2 separate regions of the Mus musculus genome follow, and region 1 is linked to region 2. The links are chromatin contacts, called in public HiChIP or PLAC-seq maps. All regions are on one chromosome and are shown on one strand. The core of a region is the stretch at or near the end of the contact, and the rest is flanking DNA. Distances in the headings are between cores, read along the strand shown.

Evidence for each region. HiChIP or PLAC-seq counts read pairs in DNA pulled down with a chosen protein or histone mark.
Region 1: an H3K27ac HiChIP or PLAC-seq map of embryonic stem cells shows a contact between it and region 2, with 13 read pairs. The contact joins two enhancer-like sites. A contact is called at or near these places in 1 of 39 promoter capture datasets (liver), 1 of 15 datasets of contacts at CTCF or cohesin (large pre-B cells), 3 of 484 Hi-C or Micro-C datasets (all in liver), 4 of 115 datasets of contacts at active chromatin or transcription factors (all in embryonic stem cells) and 3 of 9 other capture datasets (adipose tissue, liver and pancreatic islet).

Annotation. Positions count from the first base shown.
Region 1 is chr9:78,500,930-78,508,635 of GRCm38.p6, reverse strand. No RefSeq gene overlaps it. Among named protein-coding and RNA genes, the nearest start is that of Eef1a1, 23 kb to the right of the region's middle. Within about 2 kb of position 2,140, at least 36 of the 459 cell types and tissues checked have an H3K27ac peak or open chromatin away from gene starts, as enhancers often do. A contact at or near this core is called in embryonic stem cells, where this site is marked.
Region 2 is chr9:78,357,007-78,364,095 of GRCm38.p6, reverse strand. No RefSeq gene overlaps it. Among named protein-coding and RNA genes, the nearest start is that of Dppa5a, 7.6 kb to the left of the region's middle. RefSeq lists a cis regulatory region at 1-5,163. Within about 2 kb of position 3,800, at least 7 of the 459 cell types and tissues checked have an H3K27ac peak or open chromatin away from gene starts, as enhancers often do. A contact at or near this core is called in embryonic stem cells, where this site is marked.

The sequences.
Region 1 (7,706 bases), core at 891-3,390, 150 kb before region 2:
CCTAGAAAAATAGATAAACTGCCCCTCCTAATTCACACTTCCCTGAATGCTTTGTCAGCATTTTCCTTTAAGTTAAACTCATACAGCCAGACTAGAAATTCCAGTTATTTGTCACAGTTGATATGGTTCTCCTGCTTTATCTTCTCTACAAATCTATGCCAAACGATAACACCCAGGAGTGAAGCTGTCACATCTCGACGAGTGTGTGTTGGTCTGTGTGCCGGCTTTGCTCACCTTTCCACACCGATCTTTGCCACACCCTGCAGGGTAGAGGCACATGCTGCTGGCTTTCTGGCCTCCTCGCCTGTACTATGTTTCCTTGACCTAGATCACGATGTCCTCGCTGATCACCGAAGACTCAGCTCTCTTGTCAGTCCTCTCAGAAGCTCTTCCAGGCTCATCGGTCGTGTATCTTGAACATGCCTCGATGGCAGCACCTCTTTGCTGGAATTGTCTGCTCCTATATCTTGCTTTGACACAACAATCTATAAATCTGTGTTTAGTGCCAACGTTGCCACATGACGTTGAATCAGCATTTAGTTGGTGAGCTAATAACTAAGAATATCAAGTGAATGACAGACACACATCACCCAAAAAGCTGGGGGCGGGGTTGTTGTTTTGGTTTGGTTTTGTTGTTGTTGTTATTTTGGTTTTGACTTTGTTTCTTGTGTGTGTGTTTTTGGTTTGGTTTTGTTGTTGTTGTTATTTTGGTTTTGACATTGTTTCTTGTGTGTGTGTGTGTGTGTGTGTGTGTGTTACTGCTGTCGTTGTTTCCCCCTGAAATGGGAATTCTCTGTGTAGTCCTGGCTTTTCTGAAATTTGCTCTGTAGACCAGGCTGGCCTCAAACTCAGATATTCACTTGCCTCTGCCTCCTAAGTGCTGGGATCCAAGGAGCACACCACCACTCCCTGGCTTACTTTATTATTTTATTTTATTTATTTATTTGAGACAGGATCTCAACTAGCCCAGGCTAGCTTTGAGCCCCTGAGCCTCCCAAGTGCTAGGATTACCATCATATGCCACCATAGTCAGTATCAATATTTTTAAAAGTTAATGGAGGGCTGGGCAGTAGTGGTGCTGGCCTTTAATCCCAGCACTTGGGAGACAGAGGCAGGCGGGTTTCTGAGTTTGAGACCAGCCTGGTCTACAGAGTGAGATTCAGGACAGCCAGGGCTACACAGAGAAACCCTGTCTCAAAAAAGAAGAAGAGAAAGAGAAAGAAGAAGAAGGAGGAGGAGGAGGAGGAGGAGGAAGAGGAGGGGGAGGGGAGGAAGAGGAGGGGGGAGGAAGAGGAGGGGGAGGAGGAGGAGAAGAAGAGAAGAAGAAGAAGAAGAAGAAGAAGAAGAAGAAGAAGAAGAAGAAGAAGAAGAAGAAGAAGAAGAAAGGAAGGAAGGAAGGAAGGAAGGAAGGAAGGAAGGAAGGAAGAAAGAAAGAAAGAAAGAAAGAAAGAAAGAAAGAAAGAAAGAAAGAAAGAAAGAAAGAAAGAAAGAAGGAAAGAAAGAAAAAGTTGTTAAGGGGGGGCGTGGTGGCGCATGCCTTTAATCCCAGCACTTGGGAGGCAGAGGCAGGTGGATTTCTGAGTTCGAGGCCAGCCTGGTCTACAAAGTGAGTTCCAGGACAGCCAGAGCTACACAGAGAAACCCTGTCTCGGAAAAAAAAAAAAAAAAGAGGTTTCCTGAGTTCCATGATTGATTCCTAAGGATCAGGACAGTGAGTCCTACGCTGCCTGTCAACACAAACACCAGAGCAGAGGCAGGTACTGAATCTCCAAGCGATGGCCGATTCAGACAGACAGCAAGCAATTCAGGAACTCAGCAGTTTCACACTCTAAGAAACGGATCACTTTATACTATATATCCAGCCAGTAAGTTACAGGAGGAGAGACATGGACAGGACAGAACGCAGGGCAAAGGTAGGCAGCCAAGCACGGGAGAACACAGTCTTGCCCTCTGGCTGGATGGTCAATGCCTTGTCCCCCGGAGCCACGCCGTGGCTGCCGCTCTCCTTATCATCTTCTGCCTGTTCCCTTCTTTATCTCCCCCTCATTGTCCCTCTCAGCAGCTGGGTCTGGTTAGTATCTGCTGGTCTCAGGCCTGCGTTCCTTCTGGCATCACCTGGGTTAGGGATTAACCCAGAGCAAGCAAATCATTACAGCAATGTGTGCACATCCTTCCTACACCACGGAATGCAAACGTGCTCTATGTCCCCCCTGACCCTTGTCTCACTTCTACTAGGATGCTACTGAAAGTCAGATGAAAGCATGACATGTCTGCCTTCATTCTGTCGTCTGTGTAGACACAGAGATGAGGACCTTCATCTCTGGCTTGGAACCACGGTGAATTCTAGGGACACCAGGACCTGACAAAGCACCTCTTGCTCCCACTCCACAGGAAGGCAACTGTCTAGGAGAGTGAGGCCACACCCTGGAGCAGAAGTGGTCATCTCCTGGAAACCAGTTTGTTCCAGCTTGCAGGCCCAGAACTCAGACAATAACCAGAGGAACAGCTAAACCCTGACAGCTTTGATTATGCGTACCATACACTGTTTCCTCTGATTTTCTTCTAGTTAAGCCTAAAGTTCATATTAACACCATGAAGACCAGGACTTGAGCCCACTAATGCCCTCTCACTTCTCTAAGTGGCTACGTGGAATAAATCTCTTTCTCTGCTGTTTGTCATTCAGTTCCTCTTTAGTTGGCACCTCAGGTCAGCTTACTAGGAATGGTTTGCCCCCATATAGTACTTGGCATATTAATGATACATTTTATCTCTATGCGAATTATGAATTCATCTTCTACAAACCCATTTAGCAATATTATAGTCACTTTCCCATTTAACTACTCATCCCATGGCCTCAGAACTACATTCAGTCTGTCCCCAACCTCTGCTGACTTCGTTTTTTAAATATATTTTATTAATTATTTTTGAAATTTTCATACACTGATTTTTTTTTTTTTATGTAAGTACACTGTAGCTGTCTTCAGACACTCCAGAAGAGGGCATCAGATTTCATTACGGATGGTTGTGAGCCACCACGTGGTGGCTGGGATTTGAACTCGGGACCTTCGGAAGAGCAGTCGGTGCTCTTAAGCACTGAGCCATCTCGCCAGCCCCAAATACTGCATCTTGATCATTGTTTCAGGAAAGATCACATTTACCTCCCACTCCCCACCTAACTCCTCCCAGACCCACCCAGACCTTCTTACTCCTCCACCTAACTCCTCCCAGATCCACCCCACCTCCCTACTTCTCCACCTAACTCCTCTCAGATCCACCCCACCTCCCTACTCCTCCACCTAACTCCTCCCAGATCCACCCCACCTCCCTTTCTTTCATTTTTATCATTTTTTAAGATTTATTGACTTTTATGTGTGTAGGTATTATGCACAAGTGTCTGTGCATCCCTTTTGAGCTCGGCGGAGCCAGAAGAAGGCTTCAGATTCCCTGGAACAAGAAGAGTTCTAGAAGACTGTTAGCTGCCATGTGGGTACTAGGAATTAAGTCGAATCCTCTGGAAGAGCAGCCAGTGCTCTTAACTGCTGAGCCGGGTTTTTTGTTTTTGTTTTTTGTTTTAAATAACCTAATGAGTTCAATTTATGCTGCCCACATACTGATGAGCATGGGACCACTCACTGGAGAGAGGTTGACTTTGCAGGGACAGCATACTTAAAGTAAAGGCTCTTCCTCCTTCCGGATCCATGAACTAGCTGCTCAGTTAGGGGTGGAGCTCATGAGCCGCCTCTTTCCCATGCTGGAATGTTCACTATCTTGGTCTTGTGTGCAGGCACCACAGTTGCTGTGAGCAGATGGGCCCAGTGGTCTTATCGTGTCCAGAAGACACAGTTTTTACTCCATACTCTCCCTACCCTGTGTCCCTTACACCTTTTCCACCTTCTAAGTGCTGAGATTACAGGCATGTACCACCATGCCTGGCCAGACTATTATGCCTTTCATCCTGGTTTCCTGATTTTACAAAAATCATATAAACAGCTCAGTTTTGGTTGTGAAACTTGGAAGCTTTTGTGAGTGACTCCATCCTGACTTTTAGTCTATCCTGTGAAGTCACTCAGAGGGAATCAGCAGCCCCTATAGTATCTATATAACAGCACTGTTCTCCCGCAAGGGCCACAGGGACTCATGATGGACAAAGACCAAGCAGCCACGGGAGGAGCTAAAAGGCCAGGCTTAGGGCCTCACACCTTTTAGTCACAGCACTCAGAAGGCAGAGGCAACTGCATCTCTCTCTGTGAGTTCAAGACCAGTCTACTCTAAAAGGGGAGCTCCCCACCAGCCATGGATCGTGGATACACAAAGAGCTCTTGTCTCAAAACAAACAAACAAACACAACACAGCACACCAAAAAACCTCACAATAAAAACAAGCATGTGGGGGCTGGAGAGATGGCTCAGCAGTTAAGAGCTCTGGCTGCTCTTCCAGGGGTCCTGAGTTCAATTCCCAGCAACCACATGGTGGCTCACAACCATCTGTAATGGGATCCGATGCCCTCTTTTGTTGTGTCTGAACACAACTACAGTGTACTCACATACATAAAATAAATCTTTAAAAAAAAAAACAAAAACAAAAAAAAAGGATGAGCCAGACCCAGTGCACAGGTCTGTAATCTGTAATCTCAGCTGGGTCTACCGAGCAAGTTCCAGGGCAACGTGGCTGAATTAATGAGATTCTAGAATGAATGAAGCCCTCTGTTTAATCTCCTGTATGGAGACAAAGGAAGGGAGAAGGGAGAGGGGGAAGGGAAGAGGATGGAGAGGAGGAAGTGGGGGAGGGGGAAGGGGAAGGGAAGAGGATAGGAAGGAGGGAGAGGGGGGAGGGAGAGGGAGGAGGGTGGGGGAAGAAGGAAGGGGCAGGCTAGCTATGGCTTAACTCAGCTTCCAATCTTATTTCTCACAAATACCTACAAAATTCCTGAAGTCAAAGGTCCAGACCTGCTGTCCTGCTGGAATCCAAGCTGTCCCGCAGAGTCTCCTTGCCAGGCTCTCTGTCACAGAGTGCCTGTGCATCCTTTGAAGCCTGGCGATGACTGCACTCCCCACATTATTCCTGCCACAGTGAGCCAGTAAGGAAGGCCGTCATTTTTTAGGGGCAAACACAGAAGAATCCCTCTGCAATGTGTCTTTCCCTTTATTCTCAGCTAAAGGAGGATGATGCAAGCTGAGCATGCCCAGACAAGCTGAGGTGTTCCTGTCCTACAGTTTAACCTTTCAGACATGGGACCCAGGATGCAAGCTAAGCATTCACAAAAACACGTGTCTGTTGCCTTTTCTTCCTAGATTAGGATCTTCAACTGGGCATGCTCAGGACTGATCCCAGTCTAGGAAAGAGGGCTTTTCTCCCTGAGTAGGATAAAAATCCCTGCAGTTCTCTGTTAGGGGAGGACACTGCTTTGGGAATAACTCCTGTGCGATCCTCACCCATGGCAGTAAATCTTCCTGCACTCATTGAAGCCTTTGTGCTTCTTTTGATTTTGAAACAAGATATGAACCTATTACATCCAGTTCCAGTATGTGCTTCAAAATAATCCGGACTGAGGCTGTTAGAGGTGAGGTCAGGTTTCCATAATAATTGGTGCATCCGATAATCGGCAGGCACAAAGGACATAGCAGGAAGGGGGAAACTATTATTCTCTCATTCCTTCTGCTTTTCGGGGGGGGGGGGGGGGGCGGAGAGAGAGCTGTATTTACATTATGGATTCTATTGGGCTTATTGACTGATTGAATTTTTTTTAAAAAAAGTGCCCTTGGAACCCAGAGGCATAGGATTCCCCAGAGCTGGAGTTACAGACAGCTGTGAGCCATTCGACATAGGAAATAAATTATCATACTGGGCATGAAGTTGGGAGAGAGACATTGTGGGGAGCCCGGGAGGAGTTGGAGGGGCAGTGTGGGTGGATATGGGCATAATACATTGTATGCAAGTAGGAAATTCCCAAAGAAGAAATTTACGGCTTTTTAAACTTTTTTTTTTCCTTGAAACAAGGTCTTGCACCATGTGTAGCCAAGCAAGACTGATCTCAAATTCTTCCAGAGGACCAGAGTTCAACTCCTGGCATCCACAGCAGGAGACTTACAATCACCTGTAATTCCAGCTCCAAGAGATCCTGTTTCTGGCCTCTGGAAACACTTGGAGTCATGTCTACATACCACTGACTACCAGGCATACACACAGATACAGACTTAAAATAAATCCAATTTAAAAAATAAAATGCCCCTTGTACCAGTGTCTTTGGCTACTGTTTTAACAACAATGGACCCCAAGAAAATGAACTTCTCAGCCAGGCATGGGGTGCATCCCTTAAATCTCAGCACGGGAGGCATAGGAAGGAGGGTCTCTGAGAGTTCAAAACCAGCCAGGACAGCCAGGAATACATAGAGAGACCTTGTCTCAAAACACACACACACACACAAAGAGAGAGACAGAGACGGAAACTTTATTTTCCTTTTTTTTGTTTGAGACAGGATCTCAGTATGAAGCCCTGTTTCTCTGGCTCTTATAATCTTTCTGCCCTTCTTCTGCATGACCCTGTGATCCTGGAGCCTTAGGTCCAAGAATTATGCTGTAGATGTATCAACTAGAACATGGTACCACGTAGGTTCCTGTTCTCTGCACTTTGATCACACGTGGTTTTCTGTAATGGTTTTCGTCTGTTTGCAAAGAGAAGTTGCTTCGATGAGGGGTGAGTATAAAGATAAATATTTAGAACCCAGTTGGCAATTATGGTGGTTTAGTATACAGTGTCAGTTGCAGATTCTCCTTCAAGATTTATGACTTCAGGGCTGGAGAGATGGATCAGTGGTTAAGAGCACTGACTGCTCTTCTAGAGGTCCTGAGTTCAAATCCCAGCAACCACATGGTGGCTCACAACCATCCTAATGAAATCTGATGCCCTCTTCTGGGGTGTCTGAAGACTGCTACAGTGTACTTACATAAAATAAATAAATTAATTAAAAAAAAATTCTCCTGTCTTTGCCTCCAACAGAGCGGGGTTACTGGAGTGTGCTGGAGCATCCTGGCTTGTCGTATGGATGCTGGGAATCAGGTCCTAGCATTGGGCTGCAGGCACACTAAACCACAAGGCCCAGTGAATGACTTCATTAAAATTCAAGGCAGTTGCTGATGTGGAGAATGATGTAATGAGGGGATACTGTGTGGAAAAACAAAGAACAGTGCCAACTTCATTCAACATGAACTCCCACAAGGCGGCTGACAGGACTTCCTCTACTGCCAGGGCATCCAATGCCCTCTTCTGGCCTCTGAGGTAACCATCACACAAGTCACAGAAGTGGTGCGGAAACATACATGCAGGCAAAACATCCATACACAAAATAAAATGAATTGCCAGGCAGTGGTGGCTCATGCCTTTGATCCCTCATGAAGTGGAGGTGGATCTTTGTGAGTTCAAAGCCAGCCTGATTTACAGAGTGAGTTTCAGGACAACAGAGCTACACAGAGAAACCCTGTCTTGAAAAACCAAAGCAAACTACCTACCTACCTACCTACCTACACACACACACACACACACACACACACACACACACACATACACACACACTTTTTGAAAGAGAAAGGGTCAACGAGGAAGCATAACATACTTTATAATCTGGGATTTACAGTAATGACTATTGCTAGACCCAGTACAAGGCTAATACTCCTAGGCAGAAAGAGTATCCTCACTGAAGAAGTTTATC
Region 2 (7,089 bases), core at 2,551-5,050:
AGGCAGAGGCAGGCTGATTTCTGAGTTTGAGGCCAGCCTGTTCTACAAAGTGAGTTCCAGGACAGCCAGGGCTATGCAGAGAAACCCTGTCTTGAAAAATCAAAAAAAGAAAGAAAGAAAAAAGTTAGAGGCAGAAGGGTCAGGAGTTTGAGATCATTTTCAGCTACGTGGAGGTCAGCTTTAGCTACAGGAGATCCTGATTTCACACAAGCAAACACATAAACAGGTTGAGGGGACGGGGTTGTAGGAGATTTGATTGACCTTGCCCAGCATCTGTAAAGCTGTGAAGTTGATCACTAGGAATTCAAAAACAGGACTAGGTGGCACATAATACTCTTAACTCTTTGGGAGCTAGATCAGAAATTCAGGGTCATCTTTAGTTATATAGTGAGCTCCAGGCCACCTTGAGCTACATGCGATATTGTCTCAAAATAATTTTTTATGTTTCCCTCAGGAAATGATCATTGCTAAAGCAAGTACATGTTTGAGTCCGTGACTAAACACAGATGAAAGACTTCCTGTTTGGAGTATAAGGGAAATGTGTTTCCACTCGATTACAAAAAAGCTCTGTCTAAATTCGTGCTAGTGGCACACACACTTTTAATCCGGCACTGGGGAGGCAGAGGCAGGTGGATCTGTGAGTTTGAAGCGAGCCTGGTCTACACAGTGAGTTCTAGATCAGGCAAGCATATACAGAGAAGCCTTGTCTTACAACACTGTTATGCCAGGGAAATGTTAGTGATCCTCAAACACACACAGGAACCAATCTGATGCGACTCACAGCAGGGTCTTTATTCTATTCAAGCTTGCTCGGACCCCCCAATACACCACCACCACGCAGGATCGTTTTGGTGGTGTGTGTGTGGGGGGAGCAAAGAATATCTTATCAGGGCAAGGTTTTATAGTAAGCAGCAAGCAGGGAATACGTGTGCAAACAGCTAATTGGAAAGCTGCTGTGACTGTTAACATAATTGGCTGGTGCTGAGAGTCATATCATAAACTTCTGCTCTGTTCTGCATTGGTGGTCCTTAGGCAGGGGATGGGCTTGTACCCTGGAGTGGAGGATTGTTGGGGGAATAACTTAGAGACACTGGTCTTGTTGAGGGTGTAACCTGGAAACTCTGGTTTTACTGGGATTAGACTAGAGACTGGAGCTAGGCTCGGATTTTGTTGGAGGCAATTTGGGAGCTAATGCTAGGTACCAGCCTGTTAGTTTACCTGAGTTCAAACTTAGGTCAGGTGCTCTAAAATGGAGTCTGGACTTAAAAACTTTGGCATCTCACACCCACCCCCACCCCCCCACCCCAAAACTTTAGTCTGCCTTGCAGAATTCTATCAATACAGGAGGCTCTTGTGCCCCCTCATGGTGGAATGCCAGCAACCAAATTCTGTGTGCAGAGCAGGTCCTGTGTAGTGGAGTAGGTTATGGGTAGCAACACTTCAGTTTCAGAAAAAAAGCACATTTTGAATGAAACAGTATTGGACAGGATATTTCTGGAGATTTTGTCAACAGTTAAAATGTGAGAAAAATAGTGGAACACAGCAGAAAATGGAGATTCTCTGAGTCTGTACTGCATTGGAATCAAAGCCATTTTTAAAGTAACAACAAAGGCCCGAGATGAAGAACAGTCAGCTAACTTTTTGGGGGAGTCAGGGGGGTTCGAGACAGGATTATCTTATGCAGAGATCCACCTGCTTCTGCCTCTACCTCCCAAGCGTTGGTATAAAAGGCATGCACCCCCTTTGCCCCCTCTGGCCAGCATTTTTTTTTTTTTTAGCCAACTGTGGTGTCTTACCACAAAGAGCTGATCCATTTTTCTCCAGACACTTTAGACAGCAAACATTTCCCTCTTCAAAATCAAATTTCAGTTCTTCAAAATTAAAGCGACTTATTTTTTTTTAACCCTTCTGCTTCGTTTCCTTTTCACTATGCACAGCAGCGGTTTATATGAGGATATTTTCATGTAAGTGTACCAGGCACTTGGAGTGTGCCCCTCCCCATTTCTCCCCCTCCCCCTCCCATTATTCATCTTTGTCTCTGGTACAATTTCTGCTTCTTTCCGGTGTTGTGTACATCTGTTTTTTGTTTGTTTGCTTGTTGTTTGTTTGTTTGTTTGTTTGTTTGTTTTTGAGACAGGGCTTCTCTGTGTAGCCTTAGTTGTCCTGGAACTCACTCTGTAGACTAGGCTGGCCTCGAACCCAGAAATCTGCCTGCCTCTGCCTCCCAAGAGCTGGGATTAAAGGTGTGCACCACCCCCGCCCCGCTGTTTTTTTTTTTTATTCGATATTTTCTTCATTTACATTTCAAATGTTTGCTTGTTTTTGAGACAGGGTTTCACTATGTAGCCCTGGCTATCCAGGAACTCAGAGATCAGCCTGCCTCTGCCTCCTCACTGTTGGGATAAAGACATGCACCATGCACTGTGACTGACCATCTTTGAATGTCTATAGAAATCAAGTATTGCCACATGAGGAAAAAAACAGGAGGAAAAAAACAGGCACAGCTCGTCTTTCTGAGACTGGCTTAGTTTACTTAGTAGAATCCCATCTGCGGAAAGGATACAGATACTACTTTAAGGAATCAAACTGATTCTGGCCCCTCCCCTCCACTACTTAATTTTAAACTTACATACATTTTAAACAAACACTACCAGAGTGAGGCATGTGACCTGTGGGAGGTAGTGTACTTGGCTGGAATGGCGAGACCTTTCTTCAGTCTCAGCATCGCAAAGAAAGAAAAGCAGAAACTTAGCAAATACTTCATTCAAGTGGATCAACTCCCAGTGGGTGGCACCTTGCTTCTCAGCTAGCCCGAGTTCAGTTCCAGGGACCCTTGTTGTGGAAGGAAACAACTGACTTCCACAAGTTGTCCTCTGACACATTTGCCAGGGCACACAGTTATCCCCACTCCCATATAGACAGCTACTACACACACGCCCTAACATGATAGAAAATGTATTATCCGTTTCATGTTCATCTATTTTCTCCTTCCAAGCAATGAAAGAGTTTTATTTTCCTGTATACATTTCCAGGGTTATTTATTTATTTATTTATGGTTTTCAAGACAAGTTTTCTATTTGTAGTTCTGGCTGTCCTGGAATTCAATCTGTTAGACCAGGTTGGCCTCAAACTCAGAGATCTATCAGCCTCTGCCTACCAAGTGCTAAGATTAAAGTCATGTGCCACCACTTCAAAGCTTCCAAGGGTTTTTAAAAAGTGGTATTTATTTCCTAACTTCTCCCTCTCCCCCTCCCTCCCCCTCCCCCTCTCGGTATACCCCTCTCCCTCTCTGGAGAAGGTAGGGATCAGAGGATATCTTGCTGGAGTTGGACCTCTCCTTTCATCTGAAGGTTCAGGGGCTAAGATTCAGGACGTCAGGGCCTGGCTGCAAGCTGAGCCATCTTGCTGACCCTGTTTGGTTTTTGAGACAGGGTCTCATTGTTATGTAGACCAGTCTGGCCTTGAACTTGTGGCAACCCTCTCTCCTTAGTCTCCAGGTTGTTGGGATTATAGGCATGACCCACCAACCAGCCAGAGTTTCAGTTATAACAGAGTTCCAGTTATAAATGTATAATATGTTCCTCTTTCCCCATGTCAGATATTCCATTTAATTAGCTCTTTTTGAAGGGCCATTGGGTATTCGGACCTTTTGTCTTTACAGGTGTGTGGAATTCATTGAGTACTGTTGTTTTGTTTTCATGTCTGTAGGCTAAATTTCTAGGGGGAAAACTGCTGTTCTAAAAGCAGGAAGCTCCTGGGATTGGTGGGTAAGTGAACCACCTGTCTGGGATGCTCAGGGCCCTGGCTTAAGTCTCCAGCACCACTCCCAAAGCCCAGATAAACAAACCTCACTTGCTCTTACTTTTGCCAACTGTAACCACTTTCCTTCAGGCAAGGTGGCACCAATTTCACTCCCAGGAGAAATGCAGAGAGATTAACAGTTTCTCAACGCCCCCACCCAGGCAAACTTTTTTTTTTTTTTTCCTGAGCCCGTAGGTGCAGCATTCAGTGAATGCTCGTGAATCCTGGAGAAAAGCAGTCAGCAATGAAAGGTTGTCTATGGTAATGTTAACTGATGCTTGATGTCCAATACTGAACTGAGAAGCCAGTATTCAAAATCTGACCTTGGGAGGGTGAATGCTCTGTATTTGCTCAAAGCCCACCCCCCAATGCACACCACACTTCCTACAACAGCAAAGATTGACCTTGCCCATGAGAGTGTGTGCAATCGCTCCCAGAAAAAGGGAAATTCAGGAAAATACTGTGAATTCCATATGTGTGGCAGATGAAGAACAACAAATCAAAGTAAACCACAAAACCAGGAGCGTTCATTGTTGTGGAAATGAAAGCTGTCAGACCCTACTGTGGGCAGAGAGCTGTTTTCGGTAGGTGGTACAATGGAAAGCTGGCCCACCGGGCAGATATGGCTGTGTCACACATAAAATCAACTCCTTGGGTGAAGGAGGCTGGAAAACCTGAAGTTTAACCAGGGCTTTGCAAGAGGACCTACTATGAATCAACCCAAACAAAAAAATCCCAATACTACCTCCTTAAGAAAAGCCAAGCAAAAGGGCTAACCATAACAATAACCAAGGCCTTGGACATCTGTACAGTTGAGGAAATCAAGTTGTCAGTTGTGGTCCTGCTTCACTTCACATAAAACAAGAAACAATACAAAAACCAACCAACCAAACCAAAAACAGGGATTGACTCTTCAAACTGTATTTTATCCCCAGAGCCATCCTGAGTCTGTCTTCTATCTATCTTGTCTTTTGGCAGCAGCTTATCCAGGGAGGGAAGACAAAGACGGGCAGCTACTAGTTGGAACAGTCTTGCCCTTCTGGTCTTTGAGAATTATTGTGGAGCATTTTCCACAGAAGAAGACATGGAGAAGACAGTATATTCTCAGACACCAAGGCCATGTCAGCTAGCCTTCCTAATGAGCCAGTGTCTTTAGGATGACTTAGGTTGTAGGTTAGTAGGAAGCAGAAATGTGGTCTTTTTTTTTTTTAAAGATTTATTTATTATATGTAAGTACACTATAGCTGTCTTCAGATGCACCAGAAGAGGGTGTCAGATCTCATTACATCACGCATGGTTGTGAGCCATCCGTGGTCTTATAATACAAGATATGCTGTGTCCCTGTCACTGTCGTTCTATAGGTTGGTTTTTCTCTATTTTAGGTTTTTCCTTTTTTTCTTTTTTTTCCCCATCCCTTTTCCTTCTTGCTCCAGTCTGGCTCACTCCAGACCCTGCTTGCTCCGGGTCCATGGGTTTTTTTCAGTACAAAGTTTTTCTGTGTAGCCTCAGCTGTACTGGCCCTCAATAGACCATGCTGGATTCAAATTCAGCCTGCTTCTGCCTCCTGAATGCTGGAATTAAAGGTGTCTACCACTACTGCCCAACAAGTGTTGTATTCTGTATGTGTCTGTGTATACATGTATGTATACACACACACACACACACACACACACACACACTTCTCCCTGGTCCTCTCTAAAGGGAGGTTGACTGAAGGAACTGTCAGTCAGCCTGTCAGCCTCTTCAGAGGGGAGGGATCTGCCTCCTAGGCAAGAGTAACCAGGAGTCTGATGGATTATTTATTTATTATATGTACACTGTAGTCAGACACACCAGAAGAAATCATCAGATTTTGTTATGGATGTTTGTGAGCCACCATGTGGTTGCTGGGATTTGAACTCAGGACCTTTGGAAGAGCAGTCGGTGCTCTTAACACTGAGCCAGCTCACCAACAGTCTGATGGTTGGTACTCAGCACATGAAACTCCTGGGATTCGACCCTGGACTTTTCCTCTGTATGAACCTTAAGAGAGGAAGCAGAGCGCCACCTACCGGAGACCTAGTAGATACTGGGAGCGCAGTGTGACGGGATGGGACAGGGAGGGGTATACAGGTGTGTGGGATCCCCGCACCTTCCAAAGAGGTGGAAGAAGCTATGAGTTTGGGACAGAAGGTGATTTGCTAGCTGTCCAGAATCAACCAAGCCGTTTCGTTTTATCCTTGCCTTCCAGCTGAGCTCTCAATCTGGATCCCGATACTTCGTGGCCCTCTTTCCTACCCCTCCACTATTTTTACGGATTGATTTCCTGCTAATCCAATTTTTTTTGTTGTTGTTGTTGTTTTACGGAGCACAGAATCTAGGGCCTCCCACATGTTAGGCACCCAGTGTACCACTGAGCTAGATTTGAGTGTGTGCTTTGCCATCTCTGCAGGACCTGCATTGTGGGTAGAAAATAAAAGTAATGTTACTTAAAAACATGTTGGGAATTTGAAAGAACGTTTTCAGACAAGAGTACAGGACGCTATTTACATGGAGAAATTAAAAAACAATAAATTGTTTGATAAATAAATAAAAATACTTTTTTTTCGAGAGAGAGGGTTTCTCTGTGTAGTCCTGGCTGTCCTGGTAGTTTTTTTTTTTTAAATATATTTTTAATTTTTAAAAAAGATTTACTGTTATATCTACGAATATTCTGCATGTACACCTGCATGCCAGAAGAGGGTGTGAGATCACATTATAATGGTGTGAGCCATCATGTGGTTGCTGGGACTCGAACTCAGGACCTCCGGAAGAACAGCTAGCGCCCTTAACTGCTGAGCCATCTCTCCAGCCTCTTTATCTGGGTTTTTATGCCAGGGTAATACTGCATCGTAAAATACGTTTGAGAACCTTTCCTTCCTATTTCATGGAACAGTTTGGATAGTACAGATGTCGAATCTTTGAAGTTCTGGTGGAATTCTGCAGTGAATATCTTTGGTTCTGGGCATAGCTCACTTATGAGACTTTTCTTTTTTCTTTTTTTTTTTTTTTTTTAGGTTTTTCGAGACAGGTTTTCTCTGGCTATCCTGGAACTCACTCTGTAGACCAGGCTGGCCTCGAACTCAGAAATCCGCCTGCCTCTACCTCCCAAGTGCTGGGATTAAAGGCATGCGCCACCATGGCCCAGCGAGACTTTTTTTTTTTTTTGATTTATTTATTTTATGTATATGAGTACACTGTAGCAGTCTGTCTTCATATACGCCAGAAGAGGGCATTGGATCCCATTACAGATGGTTGTGAGCCACCATG